2 separate regions of the Zea mays genome follow, and region 2 is linked to region 1. A link is a contact called in public Hi-C data. All regions are on one chromosome and are shown on one strand. The core of a region is the stretch at or near the end of the contact, and the rest is flanking DNA. Distances in the headings are between cores, read along the strand shown. Region 1 has its middle 37 kb from the start of LOC103652451. Region 2 holds the start of LOC100277429.

Evidence for each region. A called contact is a pair of places that touch in the nucleus more often than the background predicts.
Region 2: a Hi-C map of bundle sheath shows a contact between it and region 1, with 5 times the contacts expected there. The contact joins the promoter of LOC100277429 here to the enhancer-like site in region 1. A contact is called at or near these places in 7 of 25 Hi-C or Micro-C datasets (bundle sheath, ear, endosperm and 2 more) and 1 of 3 datasets of contacts at active chromatin or transcription factors (seedling).

The regions. Positions count from the first base shown.
Region 1 is chr3:194,447,994-194,455,057 of Zm-B73-REFERENCE-NAM-5.0, reverse strand. No RefSeq gene overlaps it. Among protein-coding and RNA genes, the nearest start is that of LOC103652451, 37 kb to the right of the region's middle. Within about 2 kb of position 4,012, at least 17 of the 20 cell types and tissues checked have an H3K27ac peak or open chromatin away from gene starts, as enhancers often do. A contact at or near this core is called in bundle sheath, ear, leaf and 2 more, where this site is marked.
Region 2 is chr3:194,512,948-194,519,272 of Zm-B73-REFERENCE-NAM-5.0, reverse strand. LOC100277429 reads right to left here and starts at 2,583. Exons shown (of 1, transcript NM_001150991.2): 1 at 1,959-2,583. The coding sequence starts at 2,421. The coding sequence ends at 2,110. It overlaps LOC103651120, which reads right to left. Exons shown (of 1, transcript XM_008676719.4): 1 at 5,555-6,325. The coding sequence starts at 6,187. The coding sequence ends at 5,822.

The DNA.
Region 1 (7,064 bases), core at 2,763-5,262:
TGGAATGATTCATACTCGAGAATCATTACGTCTTAAAACCAATATCTCGGTATACAAGAAGGAGGATGTTCCTCCAAAATTTGTGAATGGGAGGCCGTTCTTGACGACGGTGCAACTTTCTAAGTTGTCGACTCCGGAGATTAGAATGCATGAGTGGTACATGGTGGCTAGCAACAAATACAAACTCGAGGACTTCACATTTATTGTGCCAGAAGATGCATTTTGGAGCAATGATCATATAGATCCTGTGCGGCATTTATTCTTTGACGATCTCTGGTCGTTGTACCACCGACAAAGGATGGAAACCAACTACTTAACCCTCTTTTGCTTGTAAGTACCTCTAAACTTTCATATTTGTTAGTTTTGTACACGCACACATAAACGAGTCTAACGATTAACACTTTTACACGTAGGATGCAATACATGGATGATAAGAAGAAACAACTTAAGACAGGGTTTCTTGACCCATTGATGATATCCCAAGCTCGCTACAAAGAAGTTGCTCGGAGGCATGGAGAAGAATACAAAGACTTGGACGATGCTGAATTTGAGAAAGCCGTCAAACAGAATCAGAGAAAGAAAATGAAGGTAATGGCGACATACATTGGACGAGCCATGTATAATCATGTACAACATGGCAAGGACTTAATAATAGCTCCACACCACTTTAAGTAAGTTATCGACATGGTTTAATTTTGAACTATAAATTATGGCAATCGTGATCTTAACATGTGTTTTCGTCTATGTCTATATAATGACCACTACATTTGTATCATGATCTTTCCAAAGGATGGTAAAGTCGTGGTCTTCGACTCACTGAGAATGGAAAAGGCTACGTATAATGACTTCTTGAAGATTTTAGAGAAGTATGATTATTATTGCACACTTGTACTTATTACAACTTAACAAATGTATTATTAATCTCACAATGCTATTCTTATATGCAGTGCATACCGTTTTTATTGGAAAGATCTTGGCGGCGAACATCCAGAGGACAATCCTAATTTGTCAATATCATTATTTCCATATGGTGACAAACAACCTCCGGGTACTGTCCTGTGCGGTTATTATGTATGTGAATGGTGTCGTGTCACCTTCCATTACATGGTCAATCGTGAGGATGTAAGTTCGCTATCATTGTCTATGTTGCAAATTTTATGTTATATTGTTGCTCATCACATTACTCTTAGCACTGCTTGTTTTTTGCTTTCATTGCAGGTTCCTATATCCAAGATCAATGCTGAATGGTTAGAAAGAGATATGGTTTCCGTCGGCGTGGCTAAGGTTGTAAGAGACTTGCTTTACTTTATGCGCCGTGAAGTTCTTCATCAACAAGGGCTATTCTACAATACAAATGGAAATTTGCAACGATTCTCAGAACTAAGTTTGTACACAATATCACACAGTGTTTAGGTCTTTAGTTAGGAACTTTAGATGTTTAGTTGTCTATGGAACTTTGAGATGTTTAGTTGCCTATGGAACTTGATATGTGTATAAATCTGTGTATGACGATGGAACTTGATATGTGGATGAATTTGTGTATTATGGAACTTGATATGTATAAATCTGTGTATGCAATCTGTGTGAATCTGTGTATGAAATCTATGTATAATCTGTGTTTGAAAATTCTGTATATTGAAAACCGTCTGTGATTTATATTGTATGCAGTCGGACTTATATTAAAAACCGTATGTGATGTGTGGCTAACACAAGCGGCTAGGATAAGAAACCGCCTGTGATGTGTGTCTATCACAGGCGGTTCCTTTGAACTGGACCACCTGTAATGTGTGTCTTTCACAGGCGGTTTTTGATTGACCGTCTGTGATGTTGTTTTACATCACAGGCGGTGCACCATAAGCGGTTCCTGGAACCGCCTGTGTAGAGGCGAACCAAACCGTCTGTACAGAGGTTTGCTGTAGTAGTGTAACGTAGGAGTTGTCTCTGAACTCTCAAGGCTCAGCTCGGGAACATAAATGTTTTTTTTTCTTTCATAGCTCTGGTACGATAGATGAGCATGCCCAGGTAGTCAGAACGAACTCTCAAATCAGGCTGATGTTTCATTGTCTGGGCAGCCGAGATCACGAAAATGACCTTTGGCATACTTTACATGCATGATACGGAGTACAAAACGCAGTACGTTCCTTCCGAGAAAAATGCTGGATCAAACGGAGTGCATGATAGAAAATATAGGGAAAAGGGGGATACTGACGCTCATGTTTCACCGAAAGATCACAAATTAAAGTAAAGACTAGAAAAGTAGTCACGAGGAGAATAGGTGATCAGAGTAAACACCAAATTTGCTTTGGTCGGCTAGTAGGTATAACAACTAACAACGCAACCTTGCTTGGTTTCCAACCGAGGCCACTAATTTATCGAAAATCTCCAGCTTTTTCGAGCATAGATGAGTTAACTGACGACGTGGCGCTCTGGAATGAGTAAAAATACACACGAGCGGGTGCAGTAGTTTTCTTTCCCCGGCCGGGTAGGGCGCCGGGTGCTCCAGCTAATGTGCGTCGCATACGACGATTAATCAGAGATAACAAGCGTATAATCTGATCAAGCTAGGGTGCCGTGAATCAACTGTGACCCGCACGAGGATTCCAGCGTCATTGCTGGCGTGGCGTCGCCGCTCTTGCAGTTGGTCTACGCAAATAATTAATAAGCTAAGCATCCTTTTCAGATCCACAAAAAAAATGTCGCATCTGAATTCGGCTTTACATACATGCAGAATCGGATGGAGTACGTAGTCTCATTTTGGTCGGCGTAGGTGGGCCGCCACACGTTCAGAGAAGTCTTTTTTATAAATAATGGATAGAAAAAAGATACAGACATTGAAACTGAATAAAGCTTGCGTCTTTTAGGTATATATAGGACTATATATGTAGCAAAAAGGTTCGCAGCTGCTTCCTTTTCCTACAAAAAATACTACAAACACAAGGAAGCTATTAAGCATGCTTCCGGAAGCAGTATATAATATGAGGTTCAACTGTTAGCTGAACAAGCTAGCCCGTGTTTGTGGCCGTTGTCTTGTCTGGATTTGAACTCTAGAACGTACCCTTGCCGTTGCAGGTCTTCGGTGCCTCATTAGGTATGACTAACTCAAAAGAAATCATCTAGGAGTATTTTTTTTCTTTTCCTACAAAATGGTGGCCTCTGCTTTTTTTTTCTCGCCAATTCTGAATCCACCCGATTGCCAACTTGTCATCCTGTCGGCTTGTCGCAATTTTTTTTTGAAAGCAGCTTGTCGGATAAACACAAGATGGAAAAAACGTGTCTCGATTTCATGGCATTTTTCTGTGTAAAGAATGGTGTGTGTGTCGAACTGATGTCAGATAAGTCTCCATCTTCATGCCAGAGTTTCCCGTCGAACACAGAGAAGTTCATTTTGTCCAGCACAGCAGCTTCGGCACACGTGAGTAGAAATCACCAAGGGATTCCCAGTTATGTTTCTGTATTCCACGAGCACGGCTTTAGCGTTTATCATGTGTCTGTATTCAGTGTTCTTGTGTTTTGCATGACAGTTTTGGCGCGCTTGCAACTTGCAAGACGAGGTCGCAGTCAGCAAAAATCCTCGAATAATCATACAACAGTGATTCTGAAATTCACCGTGGATTTACAATAATAAAAATGTATGTCTACACATCAGCTTCCTATCCATAAAACAAGATTTTGGTTAGAATGTCCTATTTTGCTCTTAAAATACACTCTAACAGGTTAATGTTTGTGTTCTATTATGAAAAACTTAAAATGTTAAAAAAAATTAAAGCTTTCTGGAGCTCGTCGTGCTCGCGGGGCCGCGCCAGGACCGCGCATAGAGCAGCGGCCACGAGGGCTGCACCGGCCGTGAGCTCCTGCCCGCTACCAGCCTACCACTCGAGAGACTCGCGAGTCAGGGGGCCTAGCCACGGAGAGGGGCCGACAGGCGTGGTGGCCGGTGGGTGGAGGTGGAGCAGGAGCCGGCGACGGGCGTGCGGTCCATGCAGACTTGCAGAGCACCAGAGGATCTCGGCGATGGTGTGGTCCACATCAATCATCATTAGCGTCACAGAGCACAGCTGCACAGGGCCGGGTGACAGCGCAAGGGACTCGCCCAGCTCGTACTCGGGCTCGGGATCCAGCGTCAGAAGCGACGCCATCGGAACCGGGTGACGAGCCCAGCTGGTCAGTGTTTGAGTGTTTCCTCCGTCGTCCTTGAGCTTTAGAGCTTTAAGGGCTAAGGCTGTCTCCAACAAGGGACGGTAAACCGTCCTGTCCGCTAAATTTAGCGGATGAAGACGTTCTCTACGCCTTCAGCAAGAGACTTTAAACCATGCGCTAAAATTTAGCGGCCGCCTCCGAGACGCTAAATCTGCCGGACATACGACCACTCGCTAAACACTGTTCAATCGTGCCTGCCGTCTCCTCCATTCACTTCTGCACCTATGCATCGTACCACTGCCGGCGAGGACCAACTTGTTGCCGACGCCGGTGAGTGTGTGATCGCAGGGCTCATCCCAACCGGCGCAGAGGCCACCGTGCTGGCCATGGTGTTCGTGTGGCTTTGGTTGCTTGTGCCCAGTTGGAGAGAAGCTACACGAAGGTGGGAGAGAGAGGCAACAGTAGCTCTGCGGCTCTAAGTAGCTCTGCGGCTCTGCCATGCATATGTTCGATGAATGGCCGAGAGAGGATAGAAAATAAACGATGGTTTTTTGAAGCGATCGGTAATATAAATATATATATATATATAATGAAAGATGGTATCACTTTAGATATAGAGGATCGATTTTAGAGAACGTTGCTGGAGATGATGAAAATATAGAGGATGAAATCTTTTAGAGAAAACTGTAAAAGACAGAGAATATTTCTTTAGAGGATGAAATTTAGGGGACGTTGTTGGAGACAGTCTAAGGCCGGCTTCAGCCGGGACTTGCAGATCTTTGATGGATCATGCAAGATGCATCGTCGCTCTCGCGTGGTTCACGTATGGAGGGGACGACGAACGTGAGCACCACATGCTATAGCCGATCGGGCTGGGAGCCTGGGAGAAACCCCCAACCACGCCCTCAGCTACAGTGCGGAACGAGTGATATATAGTGTGGCAGCTATTTCAAATTAATCCGCTGCACATCTATAGATAGCCAAACGGTGTCCGGCACGGGCCAGACGCACGTAGGCCACAACTCTAGCCCAAACACGTTATGCCAGTCTCTTGACTGTGTCAAGCCAGCCCATTAGCCCATTTGATTAAATCACCGTAAAATTAAAAATAATGCAGAAGGTGAGGTTCAAACCCATATCCTGATGGAAGAAGGGTGAGAGACACTGAGTAAAGCTGTCTAACCAATAGAACATCATACTCAAATGTTTTTAGTATTGAATATAAATTATATATATGTATTATGTTTTTTGTAAAATCATAAAATATAATTGTGTCGGGCCGAACCAGCACTACGGGTCGACGCTACGGCCTAAGCATGACACGTCGTTCTTGGCTCTTGCAATCATTAGGTCGTTTCTGAGACCACATTGGCGCAATGGACTCCATATTTTTTGAGATTGCTGAATTGGATGGAGCAACAATGATTTGTCACGCTAACAGTAAAATAAAAGTGTCGGCGTTTCGACCCCGGGGGGGTCCCTGGATCGACGAGTAAATTGTCGCCGCGTGTCCCAGCCCAGATGGGTCGGCGCGAGATGGAGCACGAAGAGGGGCAAGAGAGAGGGAGACAGGCAGAAAAGGGGAAACCCGCGGCTTTCGTGTTGCCCTGCGCCCAGGTCGGGTGCGCTTGCAGTAGGGGGTTACTGAAAGTCGCCTAGAGGGGGGTGAATAGGGCGAAACTGAAATTCTCACAAATAATCACAACTACAAGCCGGGTTAGCGTTAGAAATATAATCGAGTCCGCGAGAGAGGGTGCAAAACAAATCGCAAGCGAATAAGGAGTGTGACACGTGGATTTGTTTTACCGAGGTTCGGTTCTCGCAAACCTACTCCCCGTTGAGGTGGTCACAAAGACCGGGTCTCTTTCAACCCTTTCCCTCTCTCAAACGGTCCCTCGGATCGAGTGAGCTTTTCTTCTCAATCACTTGGAACACAAAGTTCCCACAAGGATCACCACAAGATTGGTGTCTCTTGCCTCAATTACAAGTGAGTTTGATCGTAATGAAGAATCAAAGAAAGAAGAAAGCAATCCAAGCGCAAGAGCTTCGAAAGAACACAAGCAAATCTCTCTCACTAATCACTAGGGCGTTGTGTGGAGTTTGGAGAGGATTTGATCACTTGGGTGTGTCTAGAATTGAATGCTAGAGCTCTTGTAAGTAGTTGAAGTTGGAAAACTTGGATGACTTGAATGTGGGGTGGTTGGGGGTATTTATAGCCCCAACCACCAAACTAGTCGTTTGGTGGTGGCTAATTGTCGTATGGTGCACCGGACAGGCCGGTGCACACCGGACATGTCCGGTGCGCCAGCCACGTCACCAGGCCGTTGGGATTCGACCGTTGGAGCTTCTGACTTCTGAGCCCGCCTGGATGTCCGGTGGCGCACCGGACATGTACTGTAGAGTGTCTGGTGCGCCACTACGCGCGTGCCTGACTTCTGCGTGCTCTGGCGCGCATTAATTGTTGTTGCAGGTGACCGTTAGCGCGAAGTAGCCGTTGCTCCACTGGCTCACCGGACAATCCGGTGTACACCAGACATGTCCGGTGAATTATAGCGGAGCAAATTCCCGAGGATGGCGAGTTCCAGAGCCGCTCTTTCTTGGGGCACCGGACAGTCCGGTGAATTATAGGGGAGCGCCTCTGGATTTTCCCGAAGGTGAAGAGTTCAGCGTGAAGTCCCCTGGTGCACCGGACACTGTCCGGTGGCACACCGGACAGTCCGGTGTGCCAGACCAGGGCACACTTCGGTTATCCCTTTGCTCCTTTGTTGAACCCAATTCTTGGTCTGTTTATTGGCTAAGTTGTGAACCTTTGGCACCTGTATAATTTGTACACTGGAGCAAACTAGTTAGTCCAATTATTTGTATTGGACAATTCAACCACCAAAATCAATTAGGAAATAGGTGTAAGCCTAATTCCCTTTCAATCT
Region 2 (6,325 bases), core at 1,334-3,833, 66 kb before region 1:
AAATGGAGGTTAGTCCGTGTGGGTACGTATTGGTTGTCAACCCCAAACCCAAAGGACAACACGCCCATACGGCTCTCACGTGGCCATCTAGAACTTCTAATCATATGGTCATGAAAATATAAATCTGGATAGCCTTGACGTCTTGACAAATTCATGGGAACCTTACCCATTACCAAGACGGATTCTTCTTCAATCGAGCTGTTCATTCAAAGGGACTTGCTACGACTTAGGGCTGGTTTGGCAGTAACGTGCGAAAAATCCTAGGTAAGATATCCATCAATGGGATTTTAGATGTCACTTAATTTCCTAGAAGAATTTTTCCTCTTGGGTGTATTTTCTCGCCACTGTTTGGGAACAAATGGGGAGACCTCTTGAGGCTAGCATTGATGTCGCGGGGAGCCAATGGGAAGAATCACCTGACCTCGAGAGGTCCAGGGCTGTTTCCCGCTGGAAAAAAGTTTTTCCCTAAGCAAATATCAGCCGGATGATAGGCTTCCAAACAATCAGATGGACAAACCCAAAGAAATAATTTGTGTGAGCTTTTTTCCCAAAGAAAAGGCCAGGAAACCAGTGGGGTTTTGGGCTGCCAAACCAGCCCTTAGTGTAATATATTATCCATAATATACAAGTCTGTGACCAGTCCCCTTCCCCTTGAGGCCATTACAGCAAGAAAACAAGGAACCTATGTTTAGGTTCTACTGATAGATTCATAGCACTGGCATATTGGATAAGTCTCTCATGTAACACATCCTGACAAGCGCACGTCGCCACGATTTGGGTACCAGGGTACTCAAGGCCACTATTCGATATACCTACATCGATCTTATAGCCACACGTATACATGTTTGCGTACCATAAAGTATTATTAAGTACATAAGGCTACACCTGCTACCAACTACGTCATGCCTAACAGTACAAGCCCCAACGTCAGTAGAAGCGATATAACATATCTACCACTGCAGCTAGGGATGAAGACAGTAAAAAACATATACTTATTCGGTTTGACTTTTTTTTCCTTTGATGCGAATAAATAGGATATAGAATCTACAAATTCATATTCTTGTTTTTAGCATTGAGTTGGTAAAGATTCATAAAAGGTAAACCTCAAATTTACTATATATCTTCTTAAATTATAAATATAAAATTCGAATATAGATTCGAATCCGAATCCGAATATTGCTATTCTTATTTGTAATAATGTGCTTGATAATATAAGAAAAGATGAATATTAAATTTTTTATATATCTGTTTAAAATGTTAAATTCGATGGAGGGTTTGGTATTTAGGGCAATATTATGTCTATCTCATCTATTCCATCCCGTAATTGGAGCAAGAGTATCGTTCACAGTAGCGGTAACAAGACACAAATTTTTTAATCGAATGGTTTGGTGTATAAACCGAGACGGAGGGAGTATGTATAAACTATAGTGATAACACACCGATCACGACCCTTTATTTAAGTTGATGAAGCCTTGATCGTTCGACGCATAGCAACAGATGGACTAGTTCAATCTTCAATGCGGAGCTTATGGCCCTGTTTGTTTCGGCTTCTGACAGCTTTTGGCCACCAAAAGCTGCTGCGGATTGCCAAACGCTCAGTTTTTTAGCCAGCTTTTATAAAATTCGTTGGGGCAAAAATCATCCAAAATCAACATAAACATATAATCGGTTGAATTGTTGTAATAGTAGAAAAGCTGGTCAGAAAAAAGCTGAACCAAACAGACCCTATATAGAATAAATGGACGCAGATACATAGATGGTGACTGTCCATTCTCGCTACAGAGTTCCCGTTTGACGGTCCTCAAATTCTTGGTGAGACGAGGTGGGCCGTGGGGCATATGCATGGCGCCTGCACTGACTCGCTGGTTTAGGAAGTAAATTTTTCCATGTGATCTCTATTTTCGAAAAGTAAAATGAACTAATTGCCCTTAGAAAATAGAAATCCTTGGGAAATGCGGTTTTCAAACTAGCATCGGTTTTTGTTGCATTTTCAGTCTGTAAGCCTGTACAATACTATCTCAGAAAGAATCGCTAAAACCTGCATCTTCCTAGAGCAACAACACTGCACATAACACAGATTCACATAACTAGCTCGTGAGCCATCATCCATCACGACTCCTCGACGCCCTCCGGTATGCTGTAGAGGGCGGGCCTCCAGTGCCGCCGAATCTCATCGCGCTGGCGCGGGTAGTACACCGTGCCGGAAGTCATCAGCTCCGCCAGCACCTCCTCCACCTGCCGCCGGCTGGCCTTCTCAAGCAGCTCCTGCAGCTGCCGCCGAGTCACCCGGATCTTGACCTCCACCTTGTCCTCGACGGCTGCGGGCGCCGCCTTGGCCTTGCTGCAGGGCTCCGCCTCCTCCTCCCACTCGTCGCCGTCCGCCCACGTCGCCGCGCGCCGCAGCCTGAGGCAGTTCCCCATGCGCGCTCGCGGTCGACGACAAGTATACGCTGCGCTGTGCGTGCCTTGGCGCGCGCGGACGGACGGACGGACGGACCTCTTGGCAATCAGGCTCTGGGTTCTGGATCAGTGCTCGTTGTTGGTCGGCTATCGTCGCCGTGATCTCCGTTCCGAGAGGGATTCTCTCGGTCTGGTGACGGAGAAGCTTATTTATACTGTACGGGGGCTAAGAGAGGTCGAGAGGGTGATTAGTGCGGCGTGCCAATCAGCTTGGACGGGAGACCGTGTCGCGTCGCGGGGGCGGCTTCCGCTTTCCGTCTGGCCACGTGGACGGCCGCGGCGACCCAGCGCTCCAGTCCTCCATAGGCTAGGCTAGTGCGGGAGTGGCCGGGCGCACGGGCACGGCGCAGGCAGCCGCGCGCGAGTTCGCGACCGGACGGCGTGACGTGGGTGGGAAACTGGCGGGGGAGACAGAATCTTGAGAGCCCTTTTTTTTCCTTTCCACGCCAAGGACGGAAGGAGCGCGGCGACGGCGAGTGTGAGGTGTGAACGCGGCTTTTGCAGAGGATCTTGCGCTACCCAACAACCATGAGAAGCCACCAGGGACAGGGAGGGACGGACGGGGTCCAACTGGTCTCGCTCTCGGCTTCTTCTCCTCCGCCCGCGCGCGTGCGTGCGTGCGTGACTAACTAACGGTACGCACATTTGAAGGCTTCAGCTGCCGTGCCCGCAGCCACTGTCTAGCGATGCCTGTTTTTAAATTGCCACAAATTCGTGAACAAGATCACGCAAAAGGCATGCTTTTGGAAGTTGGAACTTGTTTCCGTCTCTCGCTGCTGTATGTCGACGATGCTCTTTGCTCCCACGGCCGGCACGTCGCACCGGTCCGTAGCCTTCTCCTTCCGTTCGTTCTTGGCGAATTGCCATTCAGGCATCATCCAGCACCATAATATTTTGAGGTCCCTAGAGCAATTGATCAAAAATTCAATCATCTGTGTATCTATGATGTGGAATAGAAACCCTTGGTTTTTGTTTTCAGAAAAGCCTAGATCCACATGCCTGCTATCTGCTTTTTTTTGTTAATTACTATGTTTAGTGGCAGGTGATTGAAACTGGATCTAGCTAGCTCCAACAGGTTTCTGTAGGGACGTTAGAACTAGGTTCTGACTCTGGTTTGTACAAAAGTTATGAATATATATTTTTTATAATTTTAAGTGAAAAGTTGCAGAAACATCGTTTAAAAAAAAAGGACAGTTGTAAGATCATTTGGTGGTTTCTAGTCCAACAAGTGTTCGCTGACTAGTAGCTAGAATCGTGGTTAGGACTCACTCTAGCTGGAATATCTTGCTGCTAAGTCTGATTAGAACTGATTACTGCTGAGTATGGTCCCAGAGTTGTAAAGTGTAGTTATTATCTACTGGCCCCAAAGCATTTTTTTTCCAGCAAACGTTTTTTGAAGTAAAATTCTATGTCTCGTGTTCGATCTATATTAAAACAATGGTTGACAAAGGAAGTCTTAAAACTCTGAACTGTTGTAGATAATCACCACGGCTCGGCTGCTTCAAGAATAGATGGCATATATGAACTGTGTTGAATTAACCTAACGAAGCAAAAAATCATTAGTTCAAACCTTAGCTTGATTAAACTAACGGATCGGGAATTTTTACTCCAAGTTAACCAACCATCGCATCGGAGTTTGGTAACACTAGGACTCGGTAACAAAGTAGTTGTCGCTAGTTGATGAGCATGCTGCGGCGTTAGCACTATAAGAAAAGAGTTCTTTACCGAGTACTTGTCTCTAAAACCCTCGTCGAATGTTTTTTTGTCAAGTGTCCAATAAATTACCCTCGGCAAAATGCTATGCACTCAGCAAAGAGCTGGATTGTAGTAGTGCACAGAATGTACGCTTACATACATTCTCTACTCATGAAAGATAACCACGAGAGATATATATAGGAGCACTATATGTTACTTATCGTGTTATATATGTTTCGATGGATTTTAATTAGGCAGGCTAGCTGTATAGTTGTTTAATCTGTGGTCATCTCCTGCATGGTCACGAGCATTCTTATTTATGCAGATACACGCATCAGCATATCTTTGCATGTAATCGCAGCACTCAACTACAACCGGCCGGTTGCTTTCACTTGGTTTATAAATGTAGACATCTACTTATATTAGCTTGTAGCGTCACTTAATTAACACTGTAGTTTGTGCGGATAACCTTTGTTATTAACATCCGTTCAGACAAATAAACACCTCGAGGGAAATGCTGCCGTGTTATTATATTTTTCAGGGGGCTAACATGCAGACGAACAGTGGTTAGAATACATACATACATACTGTCATACACGGAGCTGTCACTTTGCTGGAAAACACTAGTTCCTTCCAGCGAGCGACAGCCTCGGTCGGTCAAACCGGCAGCAATGCAACACTCTCGGGCCACCACCTAGAGAGTTATTAGTCGACTGATGGCTACGTCCAGCAACCTTGATTTGGACCTCAGCTCGCCTGCTTGTCAACGTGTTGGTGTGCGCACCTACTGCAGCTAATGTGGATCGCCCATTTCATCGATCTCCACCTTCTGAATTGTAAGCACTACTACTAGGCGGGGTTTTATTTGCGGTAGATTTTGACCTGCCGAGCGACTGCGAAATGTGTGTGGATCGTTTTTGTAGCGAAGGTGCTTCTCATCATCCCGGCCCGACAGAATGATGAGACGGGCCATTTGCGCGCTTTCAGAGTTAGGTCAAGTGCTCAAGTCTCACCAAAAAGATGGTCCCCGTTTCCTAACTACTAGTAAGATTATCTTTTTTTTTACTATTTGTTTGTAACTAGCTCTTCATCATGTATATATTTAGTTGCCTCTCGCGTCAACCACAATTTAACTACGCATTTTATGTTATTCTCTCTCTCTCTCTCTCTCTCAAGAATATGGTTACGTTCTTTTACATTGCTGGATATTCTCTCTTCGATCTACAGTGCATCTATCTCCATGCATATCCAAAGGTGTATGAGGTAGGAGTACAGTTTGTCCTGGCCCTGCATGCATGGTAACGGCAACACGACCATCCAAACACAGAGGGCCGATCAGAAAACTTTTGCAGCAGACCATAATCTAGCTGAGCATTAGGTGGTGGTGTTGATCATGCTCTGCTGCATAAAACATGGATGGTTAATTGCTCATGAAATCCACAGTTCGTTTCCAAGTTTTACTAATCCCTACTTCTGTACATCGTTAGTTGCATATTGCATCCAAACTAAAAAAAAAAAAGAAAAAAGAAATGACACGGCGCGCGAGTCACCCGGGATGAGAAGCTAGCTGGACGGCTGCAACTTAACGGCGAATAAGCGAGCCAAGAGAGGAAGGAACTAGGAAGCAGTGTGTGGTGTGGTGGTGCGTGCGCGTCGATCGTGCGTGTCACGACTCCACGGCCTCCGGGATGCTCTGCAGCGCGGGCTTCCAGTGCGCCGCTCTGCAGTGGTGGAAGACCTGCCCGGCGTCCATGACGTCCGCCAGCAGCTGCGCGGCGGCCCGCCGCCTCTTGAGGCCGTGGAGCCCGCCGGCCCTCTTCTCCATCAGCTGCTGCAGCTGCTTCCTCGTGATCCTGATCGTCACCTCCGCCGCCCCCGCCGCGTGGTCCTTCCTCCCGCTTGTCCCGGCGGCGGCAACCGCTCCTCCGGCGCCCTCCTCGTCGGCCGCCGCCGCCGCCGCCGAGGGCACGTCCCACTCGCCGTCGTCCGCCCACGACGTCACCGCGTGCTGCGTGACGGCGCAGTTGCCCATGGATTGGCCGCGCAGCACGTACGGATCCTTCCCCTTGTTCTTCCTGTTCTCGCCGCTGAGTCGAGGTTAATCGCCGTCGCCGGCTCGCCGCTCGCTGTGCTGCGTAAGGGATGACTAGATTGGTGGTCTTTGTGCGAC